3 separate regions of the Mus musculus genome follow, and all the other regions are linked to region 3. The links are chromatin contacts, called in public HiChIP or PLAC-seq and promoter capture Hi-C maps. All regions are on one chromosome and are shown on one strand. Each heading gives the region's core, a stretch centred on a gene start, on an enhancer-like site or on the middle of the called end of the contact. The rest is flanking DNA. Distances are from core to core; before and after follow the strand shown. Region 1 has its middle 19 kb from the start of Prdm1. Region 2 has its middle 4.1 kb from the start of Gm35028. Region 3 has its middle 21 kb from the start of Gm40639.

The links. Promoter capture Hi-C pulls out the DNA fragments that hold promoters and counts their contacts. HiChIP or PLAC-seq counts read pairs in DNA pulled down with a chosen protein or histone mark.
Region 1: a contact with region 3 is called in a promoter capture Hi-C map of the C10 cell line. The contact joins two enhancer-like sites. A contact is called at or near these places in 19 of 39 promoter capture datasets (the 3T3-L1 cell line, 3T3-L1-derived adipocytes, the C10 cell line and 13 more), 51 of 484 Hi-C or Micro-C datasets (B cells, the C10 cell line, ECoMG myeloid progenitors and 30 more) and 17 of 115 datasets of contacts at active chromatin or transcription factors (CD8 T cells, bone marrow-derived dendritic cells, bone marrow-derived macrophages and 14 more).
Region 2: a contact with region 3 is called in an H3K4me3 HiChIP or PLAC-seq map of bone marrow-derived macrophages, with 8 times the contacts expected there. The contact joins two enhancer-like sites. A contact is called at or near these places in 9 of 39 promoter capture datasets (the C10 cell line, cranial neural crest, embryonic stem cells and 6 more), 8 of 484 Hi-C or Micro-C datasets (bone marrow-derived macrophages, embryonic stem cells, liver and 3 more), 17 of 115 datasets of contacts at active chromatin or transcription factors (bone marrow-derived macrophages, effector CD8 T cells, embryonic basal ganglia and 14 more) and 1 of 9 other capture datasets (embryonic stem cells).

Annotation. Positions count from the first base shown.
Region 1 is chr10:44,476,082-44,479,627 of GRCm38.p6, reverse strand. It overlaps a transcript of Prdm1 not described here. Among named protein-coding and RNA genes, the nearest start is that of Prdm1, 19 kb to the right of the region's middle. Within about 2 kb of position 2,272, at least 10 of the 459 cell types and tissues checked have an H3K27ac peak or open chromatin away from gene starts, as enhancers often do.
Region 2 is chr10:44,430,466-44,433,739 of GRCm38.p6, reverse strand. No RefSeq gene overlaps it. Among named protein-coding and RNA genes, the nearest start is that of Gm35028, 4.1 kb to the right of the region's middle. Within about 2 kb of position 1,864, at least 17 of the 459 cell types and tissues checked have an H3K27ac peak or open chromatin away from gene starts, as enhancers often do.
Region 3 is chr10:45,001,266-45,004,651 of GRCm38.p6, reverse strand. No RefSeq gene overlaps it. Among named protein-coding and RNA genes, the nearest start is that of Gm40639, 21 kb to the left of the region's middle. Within about 2 kb of position 1,756, at least 85 of the 459 cell types and tissues checked have an H3K27ac peak or open chromatin away from gene starts, as enhancers often do.

The sequences.
Region 1 (3,546 bases), core at 1,023-3,522, 530 kb after region 3:
TGTGTTCAGAGATTCCTCCCTGGTTGCGGGTTGCTTCCTGGGATGGGGAGGGGTATCAGGGATAGAAATGAATAATCATTGCTGGGTTTTTGTTTTTACGAGCCAAAGGAAATGGCAGCCCTGTCCCCTGCCACCCCATCATGCCCCATCCCCCTAAAACAGCCTAAATGAAGATGGATGGGTTCCCTTCCCACAAAGGCCGAAGGGGACGCCCTTCGAGTGCAACAGGAATGGTGGGGTGACTTTGGGTCCCCACAAATGAAGCCCTTTCCGAGTGCTGTTTTTCTGGGGTTTCCTGGCTGTGAGTGCTGCTTAGCTCTTAAAAACTTCTACTGCCAGGTCAGGCGGAGGTCAATGTAAACTAACTCAACACCTCCTTTCCAGACCGTTCTTCAAATGGCAAGAAAACACCAGGAGAAATAGTGTGTTTAGATGTCAAAGGCTGCCTGGTATAGCAAGTATTCACATTACTAGCTTTTCATGGCTCAGCTGCACAGCAGACCATCGGAGTACCAACTAGTGTGGTGGAAGTCCGTTCTACATGTAGAGCTCTTTTGGTCTTAATCTGTGTGTTGCCTATAAATGTCTCTTATTCTGCCCCCTCCTCAATAAAGAAATGAGAAGTCACAAGTTCAATCCGAAACATCAATTCTAGTGTGCCAGATATAGGGATGGGGGGCGGGGGGGGGGGGAGAAACACATTATGATCTATTCCCACACTGTTAGTCAATTCTGAAAATTCCATTTTAAGTTTACTCATTGTGAAGTAAATCATTCATTCACTTGAAACTGAAAAGATAGCTAAGGACGAATCACTCAGAAGGTGGAAGGCAGAAACTGGTCAAGGTTACTGCTAGGTGTGTGCTAGCTGGAAGTTACTTTTGCAGTGTAGAGAAGAACTGAATTTAAAACTGTTTCAGAAGGATCAAAATCCATTCATTCTACAGAAGATAATAGTGCCACAGTACAACATTTCTATTACCTCCAACCCAGTACCTGGGCTTGACCCAGTGTATCAGGAAGTCTGTTTCTCATAGATGAAAGGACTTATGGCCCTGTCTAAAAATAGCAATGCCTTTCCACCAGTTCATCTCAGCTGGAGGTGGGATTAACCGGTAATTGTCTGGGGAAAGAGGCATTGATTGAATGGAGCTGCTTCTCCAGCAAGGCCCAGGTGGTGAGAGTTGAGTAGCATCATTCAGATAAGGCCCTGAAGCAGGCCACTTCTCTGTCTATTGGCTCTTCTGCAAAATGGTGTGGAGCTGTGGACAGACAAGATGCAGGCCTGTTCACAAGGTGAGAGGGCTACTGCTCAGACTGTTGGTGAGCTGCTGCGCCAACAGGAAAGCTGTTGACCTCTTAAAGCTCTACTGGCTGTTTCTGCCACGCCCCCAGGCACACAGCCTTGCAGAGCATTTGCCAGTAGAATTGGATGTGCTCAACTAGGAATGATTCTCCTGCCAGGAACCGGGTGAGAGGAGGTGGTAAGCACAAGGACGGTATGCCTCGCCTTGGCCACTAGTCACAGGGGAATTCTGGGTTTCCTGCCACTGTAGCTATAAGCTGGGACCTTCTCTTTCAGATGTTCCTGGAGCTGCATGCTCTCCTTAGAGAGAGAGAGAGAGAGAGAGAGAGAGAGAGAATGTGTGTGGGCAGGATGCAGAGTTAAGTAAGGTGTGCACTCGGATAGGACCAGGAAAAAACAAACAAAAGACAAAACAAAACAAAAAAACCAGAAGAAGCTTTTGTTAAAGTCTGTGAACCTCACTCATGCGGTAGGGGTCTCACCTCAGTCATTGGGCACCATTTGTAGATGGAGTTGTTGGTTACCTGAGACTTGCCCAGGCTCCTGTAGTACTAAGGGGCTCCTATCCACACATTTATTATAACAGCTAAAGTATTTGGGGGTTCCCTTGATGGCTGGGGTGATGGTCTGTGGCTTTGAAGTTTTTTTTTTTTAATCAATGGTCTTCTTATTGATTCATAAATGTCTTTTGAATAAACTACTCGTATACACCTGCTCCCATGCAAACCGATACACAAGCTCTAGCCCCTAGATTATGGCACAATTTGAAAGGGCTGTCTATAACAATAGTCTTCTACAGTGCTATTATTAATAAGCTGAAACAAACAGTGGGCTAAGAGCCTTTCACAGGGAAACGATAACCCACAGTTCACCCTTTCTTATACGGGCTGTCGGTGTGTGTCACTCACGATGGTAAAGCTACTTACTGCAATTATGTACTGAAAGGGCTGTACCTTTGGCACACAAACAATTTTCAAAAGTGTGTTTGAAATTACTGCACCAAAGTTAATACATGACCAGGCTGCCTGTCTAAGAATGTTGTGTAAACATTATAGAAAACGATCGCTATCTCATCTGTAGTTTAAAAACTGGGTCAACGAGTCTGCGGATAAAAGAAGATTGGAGCTTCAGTGCTCCCATGGACTGAGCCCTCGACTTCCAAACTCAGGGGGCTGCCCTGTAATCCTAATGGATTGATTTCCGAAATTCCTTGGATTTGTCCTGCTGAACTAGTCTAGTCTCTCGGGGGCTTAGCTGGATCCCTGTCGATAAATATTATGGTTTATACACAGTAATTCCACTCAGTCCAGCTGTAAACTTAAGTCTATTGTATTAACACAACACTGAAAGGAAACCTTGCTCTTCCAGGGACGCTGAGCCTGACTTTCAGACATGTTTAGAAAAATATACAGGGTTTTCTACTAGCTGGTTGGAGGCCCTTGGAGACAGGACCCTCCCTGGCCACCCATTGTCTGGAGTTTCGGCTTGCTCCTTCCAAATGGGCCAAATAAGGAGCTTCCCAGAGTGGTCATTAATGGGCCAGCTTTGGTGGGGGCTTTGTTCTTAACTGGGGGCTTTATCTTATCCCTGCTGGCTAAGCCCCTCCATGTACTCCTCACCTGTCATAACTGTCACGCATTTAATCCATCATTCGGGTCGACGGACGGCCTCTCCGATCGCACCACGGGATGGGCGGGTGAGGAGGAGGGGAAGAGCGGAGGGCGGAGTCCACTGAGGATGATTAGCAGGGTTTCATAAAGATTTTAAGTGAGATTTTAAACAAGTAGGCAGCTTGGCGGGAGAGAACCCTCTGCTTCATGGTTGGAACATAACAGCTAACATTTCAAAAGACAGCGAACGCAACAAAGTGTTTGCCTGAAGAATCTAAACTGAAATGGTAAAAAGGACCAGAGGACAGGCCCCTCCGCTCCTTTCCTACCTAAACTGCATAGAGACTGTCCTTTCTCTCTCAAAAACATTTTGGCACATTTTAGTGTGTGTGTGTGTGTGTGTGTTTGTATGTCTGTGTGTGTGTATGCCTCTGTGTCTGTATCTGTCTGTGTGTGTCTGTGTATGTCTGTGTGTGTCTGTGTGTCTGTCTGTGTGTCTGTCTGTCTGTGTGTCTGTGTCTTTGTGTGTCTGTGTGTCTTTGTGTATCTGTGTGTGTGTGTGTCTGTCTATGTCTGTCTGTGTGAGTGTCTGTGTGTCTTTGTGTATCTCTGTGTGTGTGTGTGTGTGTG
Region 2 (3,274 bases), core at 615-3,114, 570 kb after region 3:
GAGAACCCCCAACCAGTGCAGGAGGTACTCAGGAAGAAGGGTGGCCTCTGCCCTCCCCTCTCCCATCAGTATCAGCACAGTGACCCTGAGTTCAAGTTCCCACCCATACAGGTTAAGGAAGTATGGAACATCAGCAACTTCTATGTAAACCTTTGTCATCCAGTAACACATAACCTACTATCAATAACCTAACCTGAAGATTAATAGCAAGGTCACCTAACTTTCTTCCACATGTCTCGGGCCCATAGTCTAGGAATACATTCAAGGAAGAAACTGAATGTAAGTCCCTACTCACAGGGGACACACTGTGTACTCATAATAAAGAGCACTAGTCTTAGGTCTGCCCATCACTCCCCCCATTCACCCTGATTTTCCGACCCTTAGAATGAGGAGCCACTCCTGGATTGTTTCTGGCAATCTTGGAAGTAACATACCTTTGCTATGCTAAGACTCCATGATTTCCTGTTGTCCTTGGAAACCAGGTTGCTGCATAAGTGCCTAGAGATCAGAGAGTAGAGGGAACCCAGAATGGGGGGGCAAATTAGTGTGGAACCAGCCATTGTGTCTTCTTTGGCCAAGGACAGTGAGCTTGCAGGTCCTGCTGACTTGTGAGAACTATGTGCTTTAATACACTCACCTGAAAGAAACCTACATTTCTTAAAAAATAGGAATAGTGAGTATGCTTAAGTTAAATTCTTGCTGGACTCCAAAACCAGAATCCTGTAATTGCTCTTGTTTTTCCTTTTTCTTCTTTGTCCTTTCCCTCCTTCTTTTGTGCTTTGCTGTTGCTGTTGCTTTTTTGTTTGTTTTTGTTTAAGCAAAATCATATTTACAAGACAAGTAAAAAAAGATTTTAAGTTTATTGTCACAAAAAGGAGCAAGGTACAGAAACACTGGCAACTGAGGAAGCCCTGAGAACACAGTAAGGAGACCCCTAAGGGGACAGTGAAAGGGACCTTTTCAGTTAGTGAGGCCACTGAGGCCTCTATACCACTTTAACGGTTTAAAGTTTTAAAAGGGGGAATAAGGACAAATTGAGCTTAGAGAGGGAGAGGAGGAGGAGCAGGAGAAGAGGAGAAGGAAGAAGAGGAGGAGGAGGGGGGGAGAAGTGGGGGAGGGGGAGGAGGAGGAGGAGGAGGGAAAGGTTAAAGCCAAGACAGAAACTGTGAGTAGATAGATGTGAAAGGGGCTGAAAACGAGTGAAAAGTGAAAAATTGCCTTATGAATAAACCGTTGAAAGACGGTGACTGAAAAAGCAAGCGTGCTTCCAGTAATTTCTGAATCACGAGCTGTAGCAGAGAGGCTGGCCTGAGCAGCCCGACCCCCTAACCTCCACTGCTGCACTGGGCTCGGCGGGCCTGTGGGCGGACAGTTTTCTACTTGACTGTTCAGTTTCGTTGTGATTGCCTCCAGCACAGATGATGTGGGCCATTTTACCACCCTGATCACCAAAAAACATGCCTGGTCATCTCTCCAACCTGCTGGCACGACAGGTAGGTGATAGTCCAGCGGCACCCGATGGGACGAGCCAAGGGACGAGGGCAGAGCCATAAAGAAGACACAAAGGAGTTCAGGAGACCCAAAGCCATGGCCTGTCCCTGTCTTGCCGGAAGTGACATGGCTTCGTGTCCAGTGTTCCTTTTCATTCCTGGTGGTATGTTCCCTGGTGAAGCCAGGTTGGCCTGGCCTCAAGTCCTGTCTGTGTTGACAGCCACCACATGACCTTTCCCTGAACACCTTTGGGCTCAGGTGTAGCAAGGAAGATGCCAATCATAGCAGGCTTCCCTCCTCCACCCCTTTGCATAGTTGGGGAAGTAAGTACGGGAGCACCAGGAAGTAGACCGGTTCTACCAGTGTGAGTCTGCCCTCCTGTGAGCCTGCATGACTAGGGATGTTAAAGGAGGCACTCAAGTACACACCAGCCAGGCCTGGTGTGGTGGAAAATGGCCAGACGACACAGCCAGTTCCCCACTGTGGGGCTGTCCCCACACTTACATTTCTAAATGTAGTCCACACTCAGTAATGCATACATCGAAGAGGTGGGAAGCAGGTGGCCACCTATCCCAAGCTTAGTTGTAGGGATGTGTTTTCTGTCCAGTGACTGGTGGGCATCCTCCCTCCATGAGCACACCCTTAGGACAGGCTGAAGGAAGCAGGTGCCTCTCTAGTGACCTAGGGACGAGGGAAACTAGGCCAAGGGGACATTTGACCTAGATGACCCAAGGAACTACTAACCAATGCGTGCAGCAGGGTGGATAACCAAAACATGAGTCGGCTCCTAATGCACTTGTCTCATTAATAACCACCCTGTGAATGTAGTCCTGTCCACAGGCCAAAGAGGCAGAGGCTTTCCTAAAACCTCCCCAGGGACCTTGGCATTTTTTGGATTGTAGAGGTCCTTTGCTTTGGCTAGTGGGGGGCTTTAAGACAGTGTCCTTTCCTCCCAGGGGTTTCCCATGAAGGAGGTGACGACGGTGTTGGACTTGGAGTATCTCCAGCCCAGAGATTCGGAGACGGTCAAGGGAGATGCCCAAGATGTTTAACAACTTCATGCCGGAACTGGAAACTGATTCTGCTCCCGATGTTAGCAGATTAGACACTGCTCTTATTGCCAGCTGGGCAGAACCCCAAGGAGCTGCTGCTATTGTTCATACTTTTGGGCACGTTTGCCAAACGTGAGCACCTTACAGCACAAAACTTAGCTCTGTTGTTGTTGTTGTTGTTGTTGTGAGAACTGAGCCAGGGTCCTTGTGCTCAGTAGGTGAGTGCTCTGCCACTGAGCTGTATCCCAAGCCAAATGGCCTGAACTCTTAACCAGTCATTAAATCATGTTAGGAAGAAACAGACAGAGAGTCCTGGAGAAGCACGGCCTGCCACAGTCTGCTGTGGTTCTGAACCACCTTTCACTCACTCTATGGATGGCGGGTCCTCTGTGAGGTACCACAGGGAGATTGTATTTTTGCTGCTTTTGCACACAGGCAGGCGTCACATCAACTGCTTCAGAGAAGAAAGTGGAGTATCAAGTTAACCCGTCCCTCAGAGGATAATGCCTCAGATACTGAGTAGTAGACATGGTGTGCATATTTGCTGTTTAGAAAAAAAGAGGGGGCAGGGTGTTTATAGATCCTTCCACTTTTGATCATGGAACCTGGATGCTCTCCACAGCAGAGGGAAGACATGTGATTGAATGCATTTCTATTTCAGGTGCACAGACAAGGCCTCTACTGCCCCTGAATTTAAAGTGGTATATTCTGTCTTAAATGGTCTCCATATG
Region 3 (3,386 bases), core at 507-3,006:
TGGAAAGTTATTTGGAAATATGTGTAAGGTTGAACTGTCAGAAGGAAAGAATTAATTAAGAGTGAAGAAGGAAAAAAAACATGCTTACATAGTCTTCCTATCTTTGTCTGGATCTTCTATTTTGTAAATTTTCATTGTTACTTTCAGCCAGCAGGTTCCTCTGTGGTCGTTATCATTTATTATCGCTTAGCACTCCTGTTTCAACACTGTAGTGAGATAGTGAAATGAGATTCGGGACAGTGCATACCAAAATGCAGAGTAATTTGAAATCTTTCCAAAATCAAGTAGAAATTAGTTGTGGGCTATCAGTGTGGGGAGGACACAGACTAGCAGCTAACTGAGAGCCACCTGTGCACATGTGCACAGCACACACGTGTCTCTGTGCTTCCGAGAAGGCAGGGAAGCATCCAAAATTAGCCCGCTGCTTCTGGTATTTGACTGACATCACTGACTACAATGGCAACTGGTGTTACTTAACGAGGTGTGGACCTGCTCAGTCAAGTTCAGCTGAGGGCTTACTTCAGTGGTGGTATGGCTTGCCTCCAAAGCACGTTCATGAGCGGACATTATTATTTCTCCCTGCATGTCTCAACCTATAGTGGGCTCAAAATGTGACTATCAACTAATGGAAATTCAGTTTATAAACATCCCCCTAGACACACACACACACACACACACACACACACACACAACTTTCAACTTGACACACCCACCACCACCACCACCACCACCACCACCACCACCACCACCACTACCACATGTATTCTAGTCCTCTCTGGGCTAACCAGGTTCCATAGGAAATCAAAGAGAATCCTAAAACATTAAAGTATGGGGGTTATTAGTGAGTGTCTTTATTTTCAATGTGCTTGTGTTCCTCAGACAGCTTGGGGCACCTGGCTGTCCTGTTAACTAGCATACTGAATTTTATGTAGGACGTCCTTGAAAGGCACTTTCACCTAACTCTTTGGCAGCCCCAGTCAGGTGGATGGCCTAATTTTTCCTGACTTTCACTTTGATAGATATAGTTTTGAAGGCTTACCTCCTCTTCCTCCTTCTCCTCTTCCCTTTTCAAATTCATGTGTCAAGCATGTCCCAACTGCTTTGCCCTTGCCTAGCTGCCTGTGGAGGGGAGATGGAAATTTCACATTTGAACCACATTGCCAGGAGCTCCTAATGAAGGGGCCCTGAAAGCTGCTGGCCCAGAGCCAAGTAGGCGCAGGCAGGAAGGGCAGTGTGGTCCTCAGGGGCTGGGGAGAGGGCATAGAGACATCAGCCACTCAGGTTCTGCGTGTCCCTTAGAGGAGACACAACACGTTCAGATGTAATATTTAAAATGCTGCCTTCTTAATTTCAAAGAAACCGTTTGGTAGCCTGTTAATCCCAATGCTTAAAATAATGACGCAATGCATTTGCTTTAGTTTAGACAAAACTCTCTTTAAGTGGCCTACTTTCATTTTCATCTGCACGAACAGTTTGTGGTTGTAATATTTGAGGTTTTAAAATTGTCTTAGTAAGGGAATACAGGTTTTTTTTTTTTTAAACCTGGCAAGCTTTTTTTCCCTCTAAATACCTTCACCTTGTTCTTATGACTCAAAGACTTACTTTCTCAGCCATGAAAGCTTCTTACAGACTCTGGCAAAGGGAAAGATAAACAGAAAACAGAAAAGGTGGCAAGCTTTGCAGAGTGTCAGATGCCCTGTACAGCTTGCCTTTTGTAAACTTCAATCATGGTGGTGTCTGTCTGAGAAGGAAAGACCAGGGAGTCCGCAGCTGAGGAGCCGAGTGTGCTGACACAGGATCACGTGCCACCTGACAGGGGACTGCTAATGGGTAGTGTGGGTTCTCTCTTTACCCCTCAGACTTCTCTTACATGATCACAGTGAGGCTGGAAGGTGAAGGCTAGGACAGATAGATTAATATGACAGCTTTTCTCCACAGTGAAGTCATTTGTTAAATAAAATCTCTGGGAAAGCTGACATCATAAAAGAAGTTAGATAGCTCCGGGAGGCAGTCACCACCCTCGATATCCTTGAACTCCAGAGACTTAATGATCTTCAAATAAGTAGTATTTAAACAAATCCCTTTTCAAATGAAGCAAAGGTCTGTTTATTTAATAATCACCATAAACTTTAAGTGGCAGAGAAAACTCCCTTGAATTGATATTTTGTAACAACTGTGTATACTGAGTAGGTGTTTGACTCCTAAAAGTTAAAGGTATTTCTGTTGTTGTGGTTAAATTCTGAATTTTACTGGCTAATCTGTGGGGATAAAAAAAAATAATTACTACTATGTTCAAATTTTGAGCATAAGTGGCCTTTTGTACATTCACATGGAGGGAAGTGGTGAGAGCGAGTTGTTCATCCCTGCAGCTGATGAGGACTGTGTGCACCCATATGCCCTCAAGGTATAAGCAGGACACCCACCACACCTTTATTCTAGTGCACAATGCACAGGGAAGCCTGTGACTCTGGAGGTTAGCATCTGCTCTGTGAGATGCCCTAGACATGGCTTGATGACTCTGTGGGGCTTTTCTATGCAGTCTCTGAAGTCAGACCACTCTGAGGCACATCTATGACAATGTGGTTGGTTTTTGTCTATGTGCAGATTCCTGTGTAGTTGGATTTGTTTGTTTGTTTGTTTGTTTTTTATGGGATTCTTTGAGAATTCAGAAACACACACACACACACACACACACACACACACTATAGATCTTTCTTGTTAGGGAGTTCCACAAACACCCTGAAGCCTGCATGACAACCCCTGATGCACATTCTTATACTTTAATTAATGAACTCATCGTGGATTATTTCTTTAATAGCCTTTCCAGGCTGTCTGCATTTTATTGCCACTTTTTGTCAAAGGAAACATTATTTTAAAAACAATTGAGCAGAATGAGAGTTTTTGAAAGGATGGAAGAAGAAACAAAGAAACAAACTTAAAATCCCAGCAGCTCCTGAGATTCAGTCCCCTTAGAAAACAAACACACTCTCTAGCAAGTGAAATGAGTCAGCACACTCTGTCTATGCTAATTTAAGAAAGGAAAATAAATTCTGAGTTCAGAACAGTACACCCCACTTTTCTAGGCGTTTCTGTCTCATTCTTCATTGAAGTTCTGATCTCTCCTGCATGATGGCCTCCGGCCTGCTGGTCTACCTACAGCTAGCTCCTCTTATCACAACACAGCACATTCTTATCTCTTCTCAGTAAAAACTACCAACTGGGTAAAAATATTTCTAACTGAATTCTCATTTAACATGTGAAACCGGCTCTTTTTCCTCCAGCCTGTGCAGTTTTTTCTTTTTTCTTTTCGGTTACAGGATGTTGTCCCCTTTCTTTTAAAAAAGATCTTTGAGGCATATAAGTTCTGAACTCAGAATTTATTTTCC